Regions from separate parts of the Cricetulus griseus genome. Here region 2 is linked to region 1. A link is a contact called in public Hi-C data. All regions are on one chromosome and are shown on one strand. The core of a region is the stretch at or near the end of the contact, and the rest is flanking DNA. Distances in the headings are between cores, read along the strand shown.

Region 1 (3,794 bases), core at 614-3,113:
CTAGGCCACAGAGGGTCCTGCAGCCTCAACCTTGGCAGCAACATTGCCCAGAACTGAGATGAGGTAAACACACCACTGCTTCAAAGAGGCCTGTACAGAGATGCTAACATAAACCCTTCAAGTGTTCCTAAGCCATTTCTCTTAATTGCCAGGTAAGCTGGGGATACTCTCTGCCCCAAAGAAAAACAAAAGCAAAAATACAACACAAGCTCTTGTTCCTTGTCTGTTCACAGTTGGACCCGTTTCCCAGTTCTTTTGTAATTAATTCTTTCGGTACTTCATAAATACCCCTTCAAAGTACTCCCCAAAGCAACTGTGATTGATTTTTTTTCTTCTTAATCTCAAGGGGCCTGTCTTCCCTTTCCTGGAAGCTCCATCTCCCTGGGAGAATGGAGATCCCTTAGTCCTTCCTAGTTGCTAACAGTGGAACAATAGCCTTGGGTTGAGCGGTTGCTTTCCCTTTGAAAGGTGGCAGTCGCTGGATCTAAACACTGTCTGAATCTTTTGTTCTGTGGACAGTTGCATCTCCATTTCAAGTTATATTTCACGAGTTCTTGCGGGGTGGGGGAAAGGAGCTGTGACATTGTCCAGACCAGTCACTAGAATCTTGTCCCCTGCATCAGTGCCCTAAAATCAACACAAATCTGTTTCTTCAGTGTATCTCTTAAGTTACGTAATTGCCTTTCATTTGAACTCATTCATCAAATTGGACAATTGGACTTTTTTTCCCAATACCTAATGAATTCTTGTCTGGCTCGGGTTATCTTTTAATGAATTCCACTTTCAGAAAAGGCCGTGATCATTGAGCTTGTTTTTGAAACTACCAGTGTAGTTTCCTCTTTCACCCAGAACTTAGGGTGTGGTTTCATGCAGGAAGAAGAGAAGGGAGGGAAACGCGGGAGGGAACTTTGCAAGAAAAGCCTTTCTGAGTATGTTTGCGGTCTGGGAGGGGTGGGATGTTTTCTGTGTCCCAGAGGCTTTTTCCTAAGGAGAACTCACCACACTGGTGTCTCCATAAAACAATCAAAAGAGTGGCCGTGCTCAGAGTTGGTTAAAAACTTGGGACAATGAGCTTGGAGTTCTCAGAGTCTGGAGTCAATCTCAACTAACGGTTTTCCCTGAACCGCTAGACGATCTCACCCTCAGGGCTGGGTGAGTCATCACCACTGACTCAGCGACCCCACCCTGGTCCCCTGGGCTTTACTCCAGAGGCCTTGGATCCTGGCCCTCTGGAGTTGGATTGAGTCCGTTAGATCCCAGGATACGACCACCCAAAACATGCCCTCTACAAAGTGTCCAAGAGCCCGGCCCTGAACCTGGTATCCTAGGCTAAGTGCTTCTCCGCCCCACACCCCAATCTCAGGCCCTCTTTGTTTCTCTCCCCGCCTTCCGATCTGCAGGACCGCTTTTGCTGGCTCTTCCTGCTCCTCTGTTCACAGGTCTTCCCACCCACCCAGTCCCAGAAGACCGCAGCGCCGAGACCGCGCCCCTCCCACCGGCGCGCCTTGTCCCACGCCCCTTTGGCACAGTGCCAGGGACCACTTCGCTCAACTTTCCGGAGTTCCCCTTCCCCCACACATCCATCCCTCGATCCCTCCCTCCTTTCTTAGAACCCAGGCGTGAGCAGAGAATTTGTGTGATCATCCAGAAAGCCCCTGAAAGTCCTAGCCCTGTCTAAGAAGTAAGGGGACTGTGTCGGATCACCGACGGCCCTGGAAGAAGGCTCCAGGGAGCCCCCCTCCCCTCCTCCCCCTCCCGCCTTCCTCACTTCTCTCTGGGTGCCCATTGGTTGGCGCGCCCCGCGGCTAGGATGACAGTGGGAGGGGACCCTCTTTCCCAACAGTGTTATAAAAGCAGCGCCCTTGGCGGGGTCCGGTCCTCTGCCACTCTTGCTCGGGGACCCCAGAGACAGCAGCGCTCCCACGGTTCGCCTGCACCGTGCCCTCGCTCTCCTATCGGAGCCAGTCCTTGCAGCTGCAGCAGCCTAGCCCACCTTCGCCCTCGAAACCATGTCCACCAGGTCCGTGTCCTCGTCCTCTTACCGCAGGATGTTCGGTGGTCCCGGCACCTCGAGCCGGCCGAGCTCCAATCGGAGCTATGTGACCACGTCCACCCGCACCTACAGCCTGGGCAGCGCGCTGCGCCCCAGCACCAGTCGCAGCCTCTATTCCTCATCCCCTGGTGGCGCCTATGTGACCCGATCCTCTGCGGTGCGCCTGCGGAGCAGCATGCCGGGCGTGCGGCTGCTGCAGGATTCGGTGGACTTCTCGCTGGCGGACGCCATTAACACCGAGTTCAAGAACACCCGCACCAACGAAAAGGTAGAACTGCAGGAGCTGAATGACCGCTTCGCCAACTACATCGACAAGGTGCGCTTTCTGGAGCAGCAGAACAAAATCCTGCTAGCCGAGCTCGAGCAGCTCAAGGGCCAGGGCAAGTCGCGCCTGGGCGACCTCTATGAGGAGGAGATGCGGGAGCTGCGCCGGCAGGTGGATCAGCTCACCAATGACAAGGCACGCGTCGAGGTGGAGCGTGACAATCTGGCAGAGGACATCATGCGGCTGCGAGAGAAGTAAGGCATGATCCACGCGAGTGGTGGGGCTCTGGGAGGGAGAAGAGTCCTGGGCCCTGCTCGAGGGCTGCCACGCCCTTGGGGATGTGGCCGGGGTGGTGGTTGTCTGGAGGATAGCAGAGGAAGCGGCCCCACCCTGAACCTAAACTTTGCAGTGAACATTTCCCTTCTGGCTCCACTCGAGCTTTTCACCTGAACTTTTAAAAAAGTTTTCTAGCCCCTTCTGGTGGCAGGAAGAGAGGATGAGTGTGAAGGATCTGAGACAAAGAGACGGCAGAGGCGGCTGGGATGCTGGGACTGAGGTTCCTTGTGCAGGTCTAGGGAAGGGCAGTGATTGTCTTTTTAGGCTGTGCCCCAACTCCAGCTAACACCTGCTGAGGGCAGGGAGCTCGACAAAGCTGTTGTCGCTGGTGTGGGTGGAGGTGTCACAGCAGCTCTGGCCTCCTGGCTTGGCTGCGATGTGGTTGGGTGTGGCCGCCCCGCCCCTGGTGGTTTCCCAGTTCCACTCTGCTTAATGTACTACTGCTTCAGATTGCAGGAGGAGATGCTCCAGAGAGAGGAAGCCGAGAGCACCCTGCAGTCCTTCAGACAGGTTTGTAGCCAACAGCCCCACCCACCCAAACCACTCGCAGTTCTAAAAGTTACTTCACCCAGGATTTAAAGGTGCAAAACTTCAAGTCTGCCTGTAAAGCCCCTGGTGGCAGAAAGTCCACATATTGAAAAACTCCACTGTTTAGGTCAATCCTTGCAACATGAAGTTTTTCTATGTTTTTTTTTTTTCCCCCGGGGAGGGGACATTCAGATTTTTCTGTTCCCCCAAAATATTTCCCTTTCATTTTTTGAAACGTTGACCTTCTGATTCTGAACGCTTACAGTTTGATTAGAATGCCGTTTGTGAAAGTCAAATCAGCTAACTTTCACAAGGTCACACAAAGCACAGTTGCGTCCTCAAGTTTGAAATGTAGAATACTCTGGAGGATGAGAAAGTTTAACTGGAATTGAGCCAAGTTCCCTTTCTTTCTTCGAAGTTCGGTACTGCATGAAAGTTAGCTGAAGTGTCGTTGCACAACTATTTTTGTAATCTAACAAGGGTGAAAGGAAGCCATCTGTTCCCGCTGCTGAAGGGTATTAAAAGTTTCTATGGGCTTCACTATGGAATGTGGATACCGACATTCTGGCAAATGCGGTGGCTCTGGACAGAAATAATAGGAGCCTTTGTGTT
Region 2 (3,794 bases), core at 798-3,297, 150 kb before region 1:
CATGGAAAATAACAAACATAATAGATATGTCCCATAGAAAAATGTCATAATAAAGTAATGCATGAGATAATCTATGAATATTAAAATAGAACAAACATAAAAAGAGAACAGGAAATATTGAATATTATTAGTAGTGGTATAGCTTGATTTTTTGTTTTCTCTAGGCTTTCCTATGTTTTCTCAATCTCCTGCAATGACTGTGTGTTCTTTTTTGATTAGATAAATTTATTTTTAATGCATTATTTTGGGGAACTATCGACATCATAATATAAATACATCTTGGTAATGTTTTCCCTACACTAGAATTCCACACTCCTCTCAGTTGTCAGACACCCAGCTGGCCCACTAAAAATATTCTGCTATTTTCATATCTCAAAGTTTCTGCACTCAGGATCAAACATCAGCATTGCTGTCCTAAAAAGTTGTTATGGAAAGCTGTCTGTTCCAGCATTATCTCAAAACCATTTTTGTCCTGATTATTTCCTTTTTCATGGTAACAAACTTTTTTATTATTAATTATTATAATTCATTAAAAATTAGTAGTCCAGGGGCTAAACAGTTTCAATAAATATTGTTTTTTATAGCAACTGATGAAGCAATGCGTGCTCAATTCCCTCCCCAGGGAGAAGGGAAAGGCTTTGAAAGCCAAGAATACTCTCCTGTGAATATATAAATGGTTAATTCCATAAGCTGCAGCCTTCCTCCTGCCAAGTATCTTGCCATAGTGAAACACTAAGCGCTCTAAAAATATATTATTGTGTCTTCTAAAAATCTCTGCATCTGCTGCAGATGAACTCTGGGACAGAGAAAAGTCTAGTTGATAGAAAAAACGTGAAATCATAGAGCCTTGAGCCTTAGAGACTTAAAGTGCTTGCACCTGCCTCTTTCCCCAAGTTGCCACAGGAGAAAGAGGAAAGCTGTTAAATAAGAACTGAAAGTAAAATGTCCTTACAGGTTCTTAACATGAGAAAAGAAAGCAGAGGGGCACTATGGAGGGGGTCCTGCAAGATAAGCTAAAATGGTTATGAAAATGTAGTGATTATTCTACATGCCAACCAAAAAAGCTAATGTATGTTGTATATATGTATTATAACACCTATAATGCTGTAATTGGAAATCTCCCTCATTTTAAAAAGTAAACCCAAATCCACAACTGGGATTCATAATATTTGAAATTCAGCCTTGTGACCAGCACCTCCCCACTCATGCAGTGTGCCTGCAAGCCTGAGAGCAGGCTTCTCTGCTTTTCTGCCTTTGGCCTGAGTGTGGAAAAATAAAAAAAGAGGCGGGGACATACCACGAGGGAACTGTTGTAGGAAATAATTTCAAGCTGTGAGCACATAAGAAGATTTTTAAGTGGCTCAAAGGTAGTTCAGGAAATTGATAGGTTTAGTCCTTAGTCATCTATAGTCTTGCTTCAAATCTGAGATGATATGGAGAGCAGAAACCATAGCTCTTTTAACCCAAGGGCAGGCTGTCTTTTGAGGGCTGGTGCCTCTGCATTAATCGCTTGAAAGTTTTTCATCATGAGGATGATCAGAAAAGAGCAGCTTTCCTCCTTTCCCTAAAGACACAAGTTTTATGCAGCATTCTGACTTTAAACCAATCCTCCTGCCTCTGGAGTGCTGGGGTTATAGGTATATGCCATCAGACACCATTCCCTACCCCCAAAAAACAATTTGGATCACATTAAAATAAAGATATCTTAAATTTTTAATTTTTTTTTAAATCACATTTTACCCAGGGAATTTTGGGTCAACATTTTGTGTAAGACACGTCTTGGATTGCTTTATGATGTAAGAGAGCAAAGCCTCGTTGCTATACTTCTCAAAAGTTCTGAAAGTAGATGATCCTAGCAGAGGGCTGGCATCTCACAGCTGGTGACAAGAAGAAAACTGAAGGACTGGCATACAGCTGCTGCTTACACTTGCTTGTGAGTGGCAGGTGGCCTACTCACTTCTCTGAGCCATAAGCAGAATGCTGAAGTCCTAGAAGTGGACTTCCTCTAAAGGACAATTCTAGGAAATGTGACTCATCTACTCAGGAAGTGAGCAAGGAGGAGCCCTGCAGATCAAAGAGAGGCAGCCCCATTGCTGCTCACACAGAGTCTCCTTTGCTACTCTGCTTTGCTCCAACCAGGAAGTGAGATTTTAATTACCAGGCTGCTCAGATTCACACAGAGGAGCCCTGTGGCCTTTGTAAGAAAGTGGAAAGGCAGAGGGAGGGAGCCCTGGTCTCCACACATGGGGACACTCCTGTGTTCAACTCTGTGGCCTGGGTGTGTAAGTATGTATGTGGAGGACCTTTTCATGAGAATGTGGGTCTCAGTCCACATGTGTGTTGCTGTGTGGAGGCCAGAGATCAACACTGGGTGCTTCAATTGTTCTCTATATTTTGAAACAAAGTTTCTTCCCAATTTAACTGGGTTGGCTGACCAGACCCAGGGACCCTCCTGTTTCCTCACCCGGATCCCCCAGGGCTGGGATTACAGAGATGTGAGGTGTGATGTCACATCCAGGTTTCTATAGAGGAATCTGAACTCAGGTCCTCATGCTTGTATGACAATCACTTTAGTAACTGAAACAACTCCTCAGGTCTCAGCTGTAGCTCTTTACTTAGTATAAAAGGCTCCAGAGGGCAAACGATACTTTGTGAGATTCTGTTCATGCTAGCATAACAATACACTGTTTATGGGCATGTGTTCTCTGCCGGGCATTAGTCTAGGTTAAAATGCCTAGCAGCTCTGGAATGAAGACAGTATTGCTGTCTCTACCATGGAGTTGTGCAGGTGTAATAATTCAGAATCATGAAAGTCATCAACTAGTCAAGGAAAAATGTTATTGTTTTCTTCACCAAAATTTTCTTTCTACAAAAATTGTTAGGTTGTAACAAAAGTCCTCATTCTCTGTTAAGGGATTACAAAGAACAATATGGTTTTTTGAGCTGTAATGACAGTTTCCAAATCTTCTAGTGTGTTAATGAAATCTCCTTTCTTCATTGTTTTTTCTCAGAGCTTCAGTTAGATACATGGGTTAGAATAGAGTGTTGTCATCTATGTATCCTTTGTGAAAAGTGCCATCACAAAGAAGCTGGCTGCAGACAGAAGGCAAGAGGAAAGGGACGAAACCTGAAGAGGGGTGGTTAATTCCCTCCGCCTGCAGGATGGATGCTCTGTTAATGCCTGTGGTTCAGGAGCATCGCTTCCATTAGTGCCAGTAACAACAGGCAGCATTTGTTTGTTGGGTGCTGGGCTCTGTTCTCATTCTCCATGCTTCTTAGCTCATTTACTCTGATTGCTCCATTTTACCGAAGAAATTGAGGCACATAGAATCTGAACAACTTACCCAAGGTTCCCCAAGCTTAGGTTTAAATCCAGGTTCACTGGCTCTAGAATCTTCTTTCTGAATGAGCATGCTCCACTGAGCAGCATGGAAAAGGACCGAGCAGGACAGTATAGAGCCCAATGCCTATGTGTCACTTCTGGCAAAGGAATATTTGAAGAAAACTGCTTTGTTCTCAGCACCACACAGCAATCAGCAGTTTCAACTGATTTAATTATGCCTGCTCAAACAGATTTGACTCTGGTAATGTGCTCTTCAACAGCACGAGAAAGAACTATTTCCAATAATATTTTCATGGAGAACTAAAAGAAGACTGTTATTTATCTTGAAACCATAATTTCTGGATACCCAGCAATTGCTCTGGAGGCCTGCATGGAAGCGGTTATGCAGTCATGCAGCCTGTAGCAATGCACAAATACAAACAGCTTTTCTCACTTCCCTTGCTAGAGAGGT

What was found. Hi-C and Micro-C count contacts between places; a contact is called where the count stands out from the background.
Region 2: a contact with region 1 is called in a Hi-C map of the CHO-K1 cell line, with 6 times the contacts expected there. The contact joins the enhancer-like site here to the promoter of Vim in region 1. A contact is called at or near these places in 3 of 8 Hi-C or Micro-C datasets (the CHO-K1 cell line and fibroblasts).

The regions. Positions count from the first base shown.
Region 1 is chr3:218,982,651-218,986,444 of CriGri-PICRH-1.0, reverse strand. Vim (vimentin) reads left to right here and starts at 1,863. Exons shown (of 9, transcript XM_027405246.2): 1 at 1,863-2,572; 2 at 3,104-3,164. The coding sequence starts at 2,010.
Region 2 is chr3:219,128,509-219,132,302 of CriGri-PICRH-1.0, reverse strand. All of the region lies in intron 27 of Cubn (cubilin), which reads right to left. Among named protein-coding and RNA genes, the nearest start is that of Cubn, 69 kb to the right of the region's middle. Within about 2 kb of position 2,047, at least 3 of the 6 cell types and tissues checked have open chromatin away from gene starts, as enhancers often do. A contact at or near this core is called in the CHO-K1 cell line, where this site is marked.